Regions from separate parts of the Xenopus tropicalis genome. Here region 2 is linked to region 1. The links are chromatin contacts, called in public Hi-C maps. All regions are on one chromosome and are shown on one strand. Each heading gives the region's core, a stretch centred on a gene start, on an enhancer-like site or on the middle of the called end of the contact. The rest is flanking DNA. Distances are from core to core; before and after follow the strand shown.

Evidence for each region. Hi-C and Micro-C count contacts between places; a contact is called where the count stands out from the background.
Region 2: a Hi-C map of liver shows a contact between it and region 1, with 2.9 times the contacts expected there. The contact joins the enhancer-like site here to the promoter of csf1 in region 1. A contact is called at or near these places in 2 of 5 Hi-C or Micro-C datasets (brain and liver).

What each region holds. Positions count from the first base shown.
Region 1 is chr2:71,969,230-71,976,423 of UCB_Xtro_10.0, forward strand. csf1 (location of vulva defective 1) reads left to right here and starts at 3,895. Exons shown (of 9, transcript XM_012970474.3): 1 at 3,895-4,326; 2 at 5,029-5,145; 3 at 5,256-5,318; 4 at 6,420-6,593. The coding sequence starts at 3,910.
Region 2 is chr2:72,027,392-72,034,585 of UCB_Xtro_10.0, forward strand. No RefSeq gene overlaps it. Among named protein-coding and RNA genes, the nearest start is that of ahcyl1, 10 kb to the right of the region's middle. Within about 2 kb of position 4,415, at least 1 of the 11 cell types and tissues checked has an H3K27ac peak or open chromatin away from gene starts, as enhancers often do. A contact at or near this core is called in liver, where this site is marked.

The DNA.
Region 1 (7,194 bases), core at 2,645-5,144:
GGTTGCTCCATCAACCTTTTCAAACTTAAAACTGAAGTCCCCTAGTGACCAACTGGAAAGAGTTTTGGATCCTGGTGTTAATACTGTGAGAATAGCAGCAGGTTGAATTTCCCCATTGAAAGTTAATAGGTTAATTCTGATTGGCTGTTGGTGGCTCCGCCCATTTTTTCTAATCTTGAACCGCAGTTACCTGGTGCCTAACTCTACAAGGTTTAGGGTCCCTGCGTTATTACTGTGAGAATGGCAGCAGGTTGAATTTCTTCCACTGAGAGTCAAAAGGTCAAAAATCTGAATGGCTGTTCACAGCTCCACCCACTTTTGGGCATTCAACAAATATCATATTTTTATTCAGGCTGACCCCAAAGTCAATTGGTGAAATTTAATTGGCTGTTGTTGGCTCCTCCGACTTTGGATCATCCAAAAAAATGTTGCTGTTTCATTCGGGGTGACTCCATGATTATGTTATTCAAGTTTGGGGAGTGTAGCTTCAAAGAGTGGCTGCAGTTTGAAAATCTTCTCTGTCAAAGTCAAAGGTGCTCGGAGGGGGGCAGGATCACTTACAAAAGCACAAGCAACCTGCTCCGTTATAGGATGAAGAAGCGTTGTACCCCTAAAACTGTAAGAGGAGTAGCGTTTAGAAAATCAGGGAAAAGAAGATCAGAAGAATCAGAATTGGTTTTTTCAAACCAACATAATATTATGTTGGTAAGGAGATTCTGCTTTTCTTCCAGCTATTTTAATAAAGCCATAACCCTCATTTCTTCCCATAGATAGTGTCAATACACTATATCTATGGGAAGAAATGAGGGTTATGGCTAGCACTATGAAAATTTTATAGCATGGCATCCTGCAAATAAATATGGATACAATTATCTATATTTATTTGCAGGATGCCATGCTATAAAATTTCCATAGTGCTAGGAAGCTCTACAGATATACAACAGCAACACAGTCATAGTCCAGAAAGGACAAGGAACTGCTAATTCAGTGGTGGGGGGCAATGCTGGCACTCCTTTTGAAAACAACCAGGGTTCTTTCAATAGAATCACCATGCCACCATCCCTTGAGCAGACTTAGGCTTGAGCATTCCTAGTGTAACCCTTTCTTGGCACACTCGCTTAATTTGGGCTGTATATAGGCTTGGAACAGGAGATTTTTGTTCTCTTTGAATTATAAAATACTGGGAACTGGGATTTTAGCGCAGTGCCTCCACCTAGTGGACACTGAGGAGCACACCTCAAGGGGGTTTCCACTAGGAATAATCACACACAGTTGGCAGCAAAATCAAACTTTATATAACTGTTGAAACAGAATGTAAAACAGCTTTAGAGGTAACTGAATTTCCTGTCCTAAGGAACTTGTGCAGTCTATCCACTCCTGGCACAGTCTCTGTAGGTGCCCAGTCCTAACTTGGATCCGGATAGACCCCAAACCTACACAAGTAACATTGCAGTGCTTCTACAGAAAGATGCCTGGTAGGGTGGTATGGTGGTAGGGTTTCCAAAAAGAACAACAGCCCAGGGCAGAGCCAGGCCAAGCAGCAAGCCCTAGGCAATCTAGTCACCCCCGACCTGTGCATGATTGCTCAGTAAGGAAGCAAGAGGAGTGCAGGGACAAGGGAGGGAGATAAATGACCAGCGGTGGTGGAAAGACAAGGGCCCAGACTAGGGGTAGGCAGGGGTGTATTTATATAGGCACCACCAACATTGCTGCAATGATAAGTACTAAGTGCCCTTTAAACTGAGAAATTTGCTAAATGGCTCTAATTAAATGTTAAATCCCAAAAAAGATTTCTCCCTTAAACCCCCAAAATCTTAAAAAACCACTTCAAGAAAGAAGATAACACCCCATTTTTGTAAAAAAAAAAAAAAAGTGCCCCCAGAAATGATTTTTAACGCCGGCAACCAGGGCCGCCATCAGGGGGGCACAGGGGGTACTGTTGTGCCGGGCCCGGACGATATCCTCGCTTTAAAGGGGGCCCGGCCGTGACAGGTTTTTTTTTAGCTCGGGCCCCCTTTAAAGAACTCCGGGCCCTGGCTGTCATTGGTGGCCAGTGGGAAATTTGATTGGTTGCGCCCCGTGCGTCCATACGCACGGGGCGCAACCATATGAAAGGTGCAGATCAGCGGAGGGCCGGGCACAGATCGCGAGGACGCAGAAGAGGAAGGTGAGCTGGAGGAAGCCGCATGGGAGCTGGAGGGAGTCGCTGGGTGTGGGGCGGGGGACTGGACGAAGTCGCTGTGGGGGAGCTGGAGGAAGCCGCTGGGAGGGAGCTGGAGAGGGTCACTGGGTGTGGGGGGGGGGAGCTGGAGGAAGTACCTGTTGGGGGGGTCGAGGAAGTTGCTGGGGGGGCTGGAGGAAGCTGATGTTGTGGGGGGGGCTGGAGGAAGTTGCTAGGGGGGCTGGAGGAAGCTGATGTTGTGGGGGGGGCTGGAGGAAGTTGCTGGGGGGGCTGGAGGAAGCTGATGTTGTGGGGGGGGCTGGAGGAAGTTGCTGGGGGGGCTGGAGGAAGCTGATGTTGTGGGGGGGCTGGAGGAAGTTGCTAGGGGGGCTGGAGGAAGCTGATGTTGTGGGGGGGGCTGGAGGAAGTTGCTGGGGGGGCTGGAGGAAGTAGCTGTTGGGGGGGTCGAGGAAGTTGCTGGGGGGGCTGGAGGAAGCTGATGTTGTGGGGGGGGCTGGAGGAAGTTGCTGGGGGGGCTGGAGGAAGCTGATGTTGGGGGGGCTGGAGGAAGTTGCTGGGGGGGCTGGAGGAAGCTGATGTTGTGTGGGGGGGGCTGGAGGAAGTTGCTGGGGGGGCTGGAGGAAGCCGCTGTTGGGGGGGAGCTGGAGGAAGTAGCTGTTGGGGGGGTCGAGGAAGTTGCTGGGGGGGCTGGAGGAAGCTGATGTTGTGGGGGGGGGGCTGGAGGAAGTTGCTGGGGGGGCTGGAGGAAGCCGCTGTTGGGGGGGGAGCTGGAGGAAGTAGCTGTTGGGGGGGGGTCGAGGAAGTTGCTGGGGGGACTGGAGGAAGCTGATGTTGTGGGGGGGGCTGGAGGAAGTTGCTGGGGGGGCTGGAGGAAGTAGCTGTTTGGGGGGGCTTGAGGAAGTTGCTGGGGGGGCTGGAGGAAGTAGCTGTTGGGGGGGGCTGGAGGAAGTTGCTGGGGGGGCTAGAGGAAGCCGCTGTTGGGGGGGAGCTCGAGGAAGTTGCTGGGGGGGGGCTGGAGGCAGTCGCTGGTGGGGGGCTGGAGGCAGTCGCTGGTGGGGAGGGAGCTGAAGGAAGTCACTGGTGGGGTGGCTGGAGGATGCTGGGGGAGCTGTGCAGATGTTGGGGGGAGCTTGGGCACATATCAAGAGGGGGGAACCACAGGAAGCCACTGGGGGGAGCTGGAGGATGCTGGTGGGAGCAGGGGGGAGCCGGAGGATGCTTGGGCAGGTGGGAGCTGGAGGATGCTGGTGGGAGCAGGGGGGAGCCGGAGGATGCTTGGGCAGGTGGGAGCTGGAGGATGCTGAGGGGGAGGAACAGGAGGACAAGGGAGGGGGGTTAACTGGAGGATGCTGGGGAGATGCTGGCTACTAATGTTTTAGGGGGCCCCGGGCTACCACTGTTTTAGGGGGCCCTGGCTACCAATGTCTGTGTGTCCTTTTTACTAATGGGAGGGGCCATTGAGGGGCAGGACGTGGGTGGAGGGGGGCCCAGAAAATTTTCTTGTGATGGGCCCCGTGATTTCTGATGGCAGCCCTGCCGGCAACTATGTATGAATATCCAGCTTTAGGGTCTGCTCAGCCATACGCAGTAATAATGATTTTCTAACACATGATTTCATGAGTCACGATTAGATTAGACGGCGCCTTTGCGTGAAGAGGTTCTGTAATTCCGCGCTTCACATTTACATAGCATTGCACTTTATCAAAAAGCCTGCGCTGTATCATGTCATGATCGTGTCAGTTTTCTTACCCCTCCCGAGCCCACTTTCTTGCCTTGGCTTCACGCCACTGGGCTTTCCCGGAAAGCACATGCTAAGGGGGCGGGAGGTGCATATACTTAGCCGTGGGACAGACTGCGAGCAGAGCCTTGTACAGACAGCGCGGGGAGAAGCAGCCGTGCAGCACACACTGGTTAGTGCCAACTATAACGGAGGGCACGGTATAGAGCGCAGATGCCCTGTGGCGATAACAGCAGCAACAGAATCCATTCTATCGGAAATAGCTGTCGCACGACTGAATTCTAGAGGAAGGTGTATAGGGGATACTGAACATACAGCAAAATTGAGATTGCGACATCGCTCATCTGTAAAATCTTTAGCCGGCATGTCTGCGATCCGGGAGCCCAGTCAGAACGTTTTAACGCAGGTAACATAAAAAATGTGGGGAGAGAAAAGTGGGCACGGACAGTTCCATTCACTTAGTGCAGTGGGAGCAGCTTTCCTAGCAGCCCCACGTGTTCCTGCAAAACAGCTGGATTAGCGCACCCACAAACTGTATGGCTGGCTGGCACCCTGGGGCACACTCTCCTGCCCCAGCACTGTGCGGATACGTCCCTTGGCAGATAGAACGTCTAATCCATTGTGTTGCACGGAGAAACGCGTGAAGCAGCTGGAATAGCTTAAACTGAGTGGCTTGGGAAATCTGGGAAACTGAAAAGTGAAAGTTACTTGTGTGCAGACTGCTTATACATTCCGCGCTGCCCTGCTGGCTGTCTCCCTGTTACATACTTTGGAGTAGCTCCCTTGGCTCCAATAACATTAAATAACATTCATCTATATATTGCACAACTGAACTGCTCCCACTGGTTACACTAATAACTAAGGACCGGGTGCATATCTTCTTACTAATGCAAAGTAACATTGCTAATGAATGCATTTAAATGAAATGTTTCACCCTAAATACATCCATAGAATGTATATATAATAGAACACAACTGGAATAGCATATGTGTGTCACACTTCTACCCATGGATGAAACCTAATGCACAATAAGCACTGTAAGCTCCAGGTACCTGTACAAACACTTCTTGCTGTAGTTTAATTTGTGGCTTGATTTTTCCTCCTTCAGGTCTTCTTGTACTGTTTCTACACAATCCTGCTGGTGACAAGTGCTGTTCAAGCCATACATAAAGAAATGTGTCCTCAAGCTGAAATAGATCTAAATCTATCCAAGTTGGATGATTTGGTGAGTGGATAACCATCTTGCTTGGATCCATTGCAGTACTGCAGACCTCTTATGGATGCATATTACTTATTCTGTATTTGTGTACCAATATGCTTTTGTTTTTGTTATAGATTAACAGCCAAGTGATAATGGAAAAAGTTATAAAAGTGAATTTACTGCAGAAAACAAATGAGGTGAGTTTAGATCCCAACATAAATTATGCATGAAAATATGAGCTTTTGGTATGAGTTTGCTTGAACCCTACATCTGAGGTACCACCTTATCTGTGACATCGCTTTACTTCTGATATAAGGCCTGACACTGATTTCCGCTGCTGGAACTGGCTGCACTAGTTATTCTAGCTGTGCTGTTAACAATTTTCTGTCTGCTGCAGCCTTTGTTCCTGGACATGTTATAGCAGGGTTTCAAACATTCCAATCTGTGACCCAATATAACATATATCCATTGGTAAACACCCCCAAACATACTTTTTAGCTTTGAAAAAAAAGAAGTAGATAAGATATTTATTTCAGTACATATGTCTGGACATGTGCAACTACAATATTTGTTCCTGCTTTTTCCTACAACTTTTATTGAGACATATTACTGTATGTTTAAATTTTGTAAAGACAGAGCAAGTTAGACCTTTACACTATTATTATACACTAGTGCTGAATATTATAAACCCCAAATTGAATTGTTCTACCATCAACATAGATTTATGGTGAGTTAAGGTTCCCATACACGAGCAGATTGTAGCTGCCGATATTGGTCCCTTGGACCGATTCGGCAGCTTATCTGGCTTGAAATTGGCCAGATCTTGATAGGCCAGGTTAGAAAATTCAGTCGGATCAGGGACCGCATCGGCTCGTTGATGCTGTCCCCGAACCGACTGCCCCTTGCCGCCAGTATAATTCGATCGTTTGGCCCCAGGGCCAACTACACGCTTCCGGATATCGCCCACCCGTAGGTGGGGATATCCAGTGCAGATCCGGATCTCAGAGTGTATGGGGACCTTTAGTTACTATCAAGTACATGGTGTTTTCATGTCAGTTAGTCATTAAAAACAACTGAGAATTGTTTGTTAAAATAGAACACGTTGAAAATGGTCCTTCCAAATAATAGATTTTCTACTTGGAGATAGCCAGAAATATCATGCCTGCAAGGTATCTTGTCTGCCTGGTCCCTGATTCAGATTGTGAGATTTTAAGTATTGATTTGCATCTAATTTGTTTGCTTCTACAAACTGATATTGCTGATGTTGGCTTTTCTGATTGACCTTCTATTCTCTTCAGATGTCAGACGCTTGCTTTCTCCAAGGGTCAGTGTCACAGCTTCATGGCATATTGGAATTGGTGAAATTCAAAAAAGATTCTCCCCACAAAAACTATATAGACAACCTGAAGAATATTTTCAATAGCCATATAGCAGACTGTATGAATCTTTGGGATGATACCAACATTATGGATGTAAGTACATCACATCACCAGCAGTTACCAGTATAGATATCAGATTGAGTTGCATTTCATATGTTAGAGTCTTAGCTTTTGTACAAGCATTAATGTACAAGCTTATACTCCATATGTACCGAGAAATAACAAATGTTAAGAGGGGATATCATTTGTAAAATACACATGCTTTATTTATCAGTAATTTTAGAGTATATAGCTTACTGTGTACAAATATAATTACTTTTGTCACTCAGTATATTTACATTCTGCATATGACATGATCTTTTACAATTTATACAAAACAACATAAACATGTTTAAATGTAAAAATGCAGTTATTTTTAAGGTAACCTTTAGCACTAAAAAATATATTTTGGATCAGGATCATATGTGATGTAATGAAGGACATATATTGGTTTTTATTGAGGTTCTCTGAAAAAAGAAGAATTTTATAGCATTAAATGGTTCACAATCAGAACCCTATTGTTTTGTCTATTACTCACCAAGATTGCATATTTAAGCAAAGAAAGGAACATTTTATTTGTAAGGACATTATTGAAAATGACATCTTTAGCATGGCTTGTATCTGCTTTTGTCTCACCAGATAGGGTGTTCATCTC
Region 2 (7,194 bases), core at 3,165-5,664, 59 kb after region 1:
TTTGTGATCATAATCAGAGTGTGACAATGAAAGGTTTTCACCCTGGTATACATTCTGAATGTGAAAGACTTTAAGGGCTCTGGCACACGGGGAGATTAGTTGCCCACGGCAAAACTCCCTGTTCGCGGGCAACTAATCTCCCGAGTTGCCTTCCCCTGCCATCCCATCGGCGATGGGTGGGATGGCAGACGCGGCGGGGCGATTTTGGGAAATCGCAGAAAAAGACTTGCGAGTCTTTTTCGGCGATTTGCGTCAAATCGCGCCGCCACGTGTGCCATCCCGCCAGTGACTTACATGTTCGCTGGTGGGATGGCAGGGGAAGGCAACTCGGGGAGATTAGTCGCCCGCGAACAGGGAGTTTTGCCGTGGGTGACTAATCTCCCCGTGTGCCAGAGCCCTAAGGCATGCTTCATGGTTTGTAAGGCAGGCTTCCTGTTTCTCATCTTCTTGTCTAGACCTGAAGTTTTCTGATTCCAAGTGTTCAGAGATTTAAAAGGTCTCAGCTGAGCCTTGGCCCATGTAACTGCCTCTATGGCTGCAGTTATTTATCCTAAAATCCAGTAGTCCAATACTCTCTATTTTTTCTTCTGGAACAAAAGCTTTCATGTAATGAAAGCCCAAGAACTTCAAAGAGGGAGATGGATGCAGATTCAATATTTCTGTGTTGAGTAGCCAATTGTCTATTTTCCAAACTAAGAAAATACCTTCTTTCCTTAGGGCAGCTTCTATCAACACTATGATCTTTGTGAATGCCCTTGGAGCCAAGGTAATCCCGAAGGCAAAGTTCTAAACTGAAGATGTCTGTCTTGTTTAAGATCACAGCTACAGATCTAGGAAATAAGAACATGCAAGTACACATCCGTCAAGTCTATTGCTACCATAAGATATTATCTTTTTTTGCACTAACAGACTTACTAGATTCCATATGTAATTTTGTTTTACATATAAATTTGTCTGGGTACCTTAGGTCTATAAACAAACTTACTTTTCCTCCTTGATTAGGAACCAAAAACATAGTTGAGTACAATCCCTAAGTCCCTGACTCTGTCTTAGAATTGAAACATGTGCCAAAACATTCAAAAAAATGAAGCTGTTTCTTAAAATATGGTGTCTGTCTGAGTGGGGATTATAAATGTTCCTATAGGAAGAAAATTAATTCTGTATTTTATAGGACCCATTAACAATAAAAGAAAAACAGACTGCTTCCAACTGACTGTGCTATAGGCCTGGCATCAGAAGTCCAGCTTTTTTATTTTAGAGTGCTTGGTTTGATACTTTCAATCAACTTATCTATTTTGGACCCAAACAACTTACCTGGATAAAAAGGTAATGAACAAAGCCTATTCTTGGATGACAGATTTAGGTTTTTTAGCCCTTCATCCATATGGCCCTCTGACCCACTGAAGATAAAGCCATAAGTCTGGCTGACAATCAAACAGGCTCTATTCTGTATAGGAAATCAGTACTAAGCTTGACATACTTAAGAGACCCCAAAAGATTTCGTGATACACCTTTCTGGATTCTGGATACACCTTTATCGATATCTTCTTTTAAATTGTTGACCCAACACTTCAGTGTAATAGATACTCTGCTGCAGTGGAAGGTTTGGCTAGATCTGCTGCTATGTAAGATCTTCTGTATTGGCCCTTCTATTCATAGGTTCTTTAAGACTAGATGTTTCATCTACTGGGGTAGTATAGTCTAGACACCATTGCTATGGGAATAGAAACTTTTGGAGGTTCATTTCAGTTTGCCATGTCCTGTTTGTTTAATTAAACATATTCTTTTTTTATTTGCTCTTTATAACCAAAACCCTTGATACAAGCAAGACAGACCTGCTGTGCATACTTTCTGCATCCTCTTGAAGTGAGTCCTAGATAACTTGTCTATGAACAGCCTGGTAGAAGTATCAGAAGGGTTATATATACCTTTAGAAATGGTTGAAAAAGGTAGAAAGCCTAGTTCTGAAACTGAAGTCATGCTAGTGTGTGCAAGAGGAAGTGATGTCGCAGCACTGCTTCCAGTTCTCATGAAGGTACTGGATCCTCCAACATGCACAGAAAAAAGCACAGACTAAACTGTTGATGCCCAGTAGCAGACATGACTTGCCTCAATTCCCAGCAGTCTGACATGCTCACAATGCATTTTGTTATATGCATTAAAGCTAAAGGATGTTCCAGTCCACTTTGGGTTCACCCTCAGGTAACCCATAATCAGCCATCAAGTCCCTAAGAGCCTGAATCTTCTTATCATTGCTAAGCTGGTAGGACAGGACAAAACATGCTGGGGGAGGAGCAACTAGTGGCTTTTAAAGGAGAATAAAAGTCTTTTTGGCATTTTACTGCCGATAGATTTGCCACATTAGTGCCACCTAGAACAATATATTTATTCTGCAGAAACCATTAACATACCTGAGTAAACAGCTTTAGAAGCTTTCTACCTTTGCTTAAGATAGCAGCTGCCATTTTAAGCAGCTTCCTTCCTGCAGTCTAGCCATTTTAGCTCAGGTCACACATTCTTAAGGGAGGGGGGGAGGGAGTTCTTAGCATTTTAGTGGGGGGGAGCAGGAGAGAGGAGAGAGAAGAGAACTGTGCAGGCTCTGGTCATGGGAATTAAGGATGTTTCTGAGAGATGAAGTCAGACACTGGAACATCATGTTTACAAAAAAAGAGAAAGAAATCATGTGTTTCTTTTGATAGAGGACTCAGTGCAGCATTACTGTAAGTACTTATGACTGTATTTACATAGACCTTTCTGATAAAGCTTACTTAGTTTTTACTTTTCCTTCTCCTTTAACATTAATATTTTAACAATTAATTATTTTTAAAAATATAAAGCATAAAAAAGAGACACAGATTGGTGTCAGGGGGATAGTGAAGATTAACTTGATTTTTTTTTTTTTTTTAGAAACAACACCAATATTAAACTTCTATTCAGAAAATGTATTTTTTCCACGAGCCAAATCATATATTTTATTTTAATTTTTGTAGTGTAAGAGTTCCCCTTTAAAATGTACTTTTTAAGCAGATGAATAATAATATCTTAGCACAGTTTGGTCTTTATTTACATTTTTCATGCTTTTTTTAAAATTATTTGCCTTTAGCCTTTGAATTATTTGCCTTTATTTTAGTTTACCATTCAAACTACTGACTTATGCTAACAGCAAACCAGAGAACAGCCTACTTCCAATCTAGAGAGCTGCAAAACAAAAAGTTCAAAAATTAAAAACACATAGAATAAAAAATATGGACAAGGTTGCAATTTGCCTTAGAATTCTTCTGATTACAATAGCAAATGGAATTTATTTGGATATTACAAAAGGGACTTTCTCTATTACACCATCCCTGGCTTTATTGGGGATTATGGATGTTAAAATATCACACAGTTATCTAATATATTGTTTTTGCAGCTCAAGCTGATTGTTAGAAACTGAAAACGCTTTCAGGTTCTGGATTTAAAGAGGTGGTTCACCATTAAGCTAACTTTCAGTATGTTACAAAATGGCCAATACTAAGCAACTTTTCAATTGGTCTTTATCATTTATTTGTTATAATTTTTAAATTATTTGCCATCTTTTTCCAACTCTTTGCAGTTTTTAAATGGGGGCCACTAGCCCTGGCAGCCAAAAAAATATTACTCTCTGAGGCTACAGTTTTATTGTTATTGTTACTTCTTGTAACTTTCTTTTCTATTCAGGCCCTCCCCTATTCATATACCATTCAAATGTTGCCTGCATTTTATGTGTCATAAAAGCCAAAAAGAAGAAACTCATGCAAAAAATGTTAATAGAAAGTACATATTATGGCAAGTTAAATGTGGATTAATTTGTCTATTTCTAATTCACATGACCAAACTGAAAACCCTTGCTCAAGACGGACGGTTTTACAAATATCTGAAAACCACCTTACATCTTACAGTTTATGTTGCCTTATCTCACAGAAAGGCAAATATCTGAAATATGTACACCAAGGTTCATTTTGAACAGTTTGATCTGCTATATGTAAAATTACAAAAAGTTACAAAATTATGTGCTATGGAGAGACCCCTAAATTAAAACAGTAAAAACTATTCTTAGAGGAACAAAGATGTAATCTAGAGCAATTCAGAATGCAAAAATGTGTTCAAATGTATTGGGTCAAAACCCAGTTCCACTAGTCTCAGGGGCAAAAACAAGCAATAGACAATAAAAGTATTTAAAGGTTAGTGAAGTACTTGCCGAACTGCAACTCTGTATTTTGCAAAATTTATGATCTGTGGCAGACAGAGTCTTTTTCTGCAGACATCGTAAATTTTACAAAGAGCTGGTAGTTAAGGGGTTCAAATATAACAAATCTCCCTTTAAAATACTCCCTAGTGTAATGCATCTGTAAGTCTCATGGCATGCAGGGCACTTTGTTGTCTGCAGGAAACTGCCTGAAATTACCTTTGCATAACAGTGAACAAAGATTGCAGCATGTAAAACATTGATATTGTGTAACTGTGTGAAAATGTCTCAAAAGGAAATTTCTTGTGATCTTTAAATTAATCTGTTTTACCTGTGGCAACTTCTTTTCACCGCAACAGAATGGTATTTCCAGGAGCTCTGAAACCCTGGTAATTTCCTGTGGGTGACCCATATATGGCATAATTAATTCTTCCACTTTATAAAATACTGCTAAAATCTTATCTTCATTTAAATTTTGGTCTTCATTAAACAAGAGGAACATAAAAAAAGAAAGAGGGATTGCTTACATCTCAGTGATAGCACTTAAAGCTGTTGATGATCATTAAATATTGTACTATTAAAGGGGAACACATAATGAACTCTTAATGGTTATGTAATTAAAGGCACAAAGTTTGCCCAGGTGCTGTAATCCATAGCAACCAATCAGCATTTATGCGTCACCTGTGTCAGTTATCTATCACCTGTTTAGAAGCAAACATATTGGGGGAGTGGACAACATGTCGCTGAAGTAAGATGTTTTTCTTCCCTCCTGCAAATATTTACAGTGCTGTATGTGTTCTTATTTTCCCATGGATAAACTGTGCTGAACATTAGTGAGCCTATTCCTATTATTGTTGGAAAACATTCTGCTACCAAACAGTCAGAACACATCTGCCAGATGTTGCTGGTCCTACTTACAACCACTCCTTTCCCTCTAGTAAGGTGAGTGGTGATAAATAAGCCATTGGTGGCTCAGCAGCTAATAAACCTGGAGCTTCTAGTTCCACACAATCCAGGGTGTTACTCCACTGATACCACTGAGCTCTCACCCGTTGGCCTATCCCACGCCAACACTTTCTCCTCCTCTGATATAGGCCTAGAGGCAGAACAGGAGCCAACATTTCTGGAGATTGCACATTTTATAAAGTAGAATAATGAGGCTCTGGTTAATAAAATAGATGGTTAAAAAACAAACTAATTTTGCAATTGTGAAACAAGATCTTTCCAAAGGAGTGGGGAGCTTGAGGGTATCTGTATATATATAGAAGTAAATATTGCTCTTTTACATCTTTTCCCTTGAGCCAACAATTTGTGATGGGCTGTGTACACCCTCAAAATTCACATGACCAGAAATAATGCAGCTCTAACTGTAACAAGAAGAAGTGTGGAAGCAAAAGATAGAACTCTATTGGCTCTAATTGGCTGATGTGGCCTAGCATGTATGTGTGCCTTGCTTTGTTTGTATGCATCATGAATCTTATGATTTCAGGAGGTGGCTCTTAATTCTTAAAATTGCATTTTTCTACTTAGGATTACGCAATGGCACATATTACTAAAAAAGTATATTTTTATGAAAACGGTTTATTTATATGAAGCAGGGTTTTACATATAAGCTGGTTTATGCAATATATATTTTATAGATACTTTATAGAGAACTTTTGTTCCACCGTTTACATTATAAATTCTTTCTGACTGTCCCTACCCTATATCTACATTTACTAATTTGCCAGTAATTTGTACTGGAGTTTTTAATTTTATCTTGAATGTGAAATTAGCCAATTGACTCGAGTCATTAACTAATTGGCTCGAGTATGCAGTTATGCACCGAAATCCGCCCAGTATGCATGCACCTGACCTGACACAATGGCTCCGCATGCAAAACAACAATAAGTTTTTTGGAGCATAGTGTGTGACAGGAGCCTAAAGTATAGAAGCTGCAGAAAAATAAGCTGGTACCTGCCAGGGACTATGTTCTCAACCAGTCCCAAGAGGCATGCCCCTGGGGAATGTACATTTGGCATCCTAAGGGTATGTACTAAAAAGATTACTACTTTTCATGTTATATTTTTCCCCATCCTCCTCATTCAGTATACATCATATTTATTTTCTTATCCAACTCAGCCTCATGGAAGACATATATGCTAATAAAGGTGGTCTCTGATTACAGCTTGTGAGAAGGATTATACATTCTTGGAAACTGCCATATTTTCTTTGACCATCTCCAATCTCAAGGTAGCATTGTTACCATTTTCCCAAAACTTAGCTATCAGCAGGCAGGTCCATAATGTATGTAGAAACGTACCAGAGTGCACCCACATCTAATACATGGATTGTCTGATCTGATTTGAGTACCATGGAATGCAGTTGTGTTGTGTTAGGTGTGTCATATGTTATTGTATTAGAATATTGTCACTATTAATTAAAAAGGAATGACCAACCAGTCATCAGCCTCGATCTGTGATATAGCTACCACCCATTTAGTATGGAAGCGCACAAAAGGGGTTGCCCCTTTGTGTATTGAAGATAAAGTAGATAAGAAACACTAGATTTTTTTTGTCTGGTGTTCTTAAAGCTCCCTCAAGTACGAGAGGGATATCTAGGGGGAGCGGGAACCTGACTAGCAGATGCATGCCTGAGTTGAAGACACCTGTACCACATATTCCTTGTTTATTCTGCTGCCAGGGCAGAGAAGCCCTTGTTTAGTTAAGAGGAACAGATTATCTCAAAAGCTTATTTTGCATCAAGCCTACATTACCCCTTATTATAAAGTATAGAGCTAAAATACATTCTATTGAATGCTGACCTAGGTGCCAATCAGCTAATGAAGGGGGGCAGGGTAACCTCTTGAGATGACTTCTCATACCCAGCTTTCTGTAGTTGTTTCAGCCGAAACAGCTTTGAAGTCTCGCTCCAACGGGTGACTGCTGGGCTCACAAAACTTCAGAAAGATTTATTCCTCTCAAATTTGACCTCCTTCTTAGCCTGAAAGG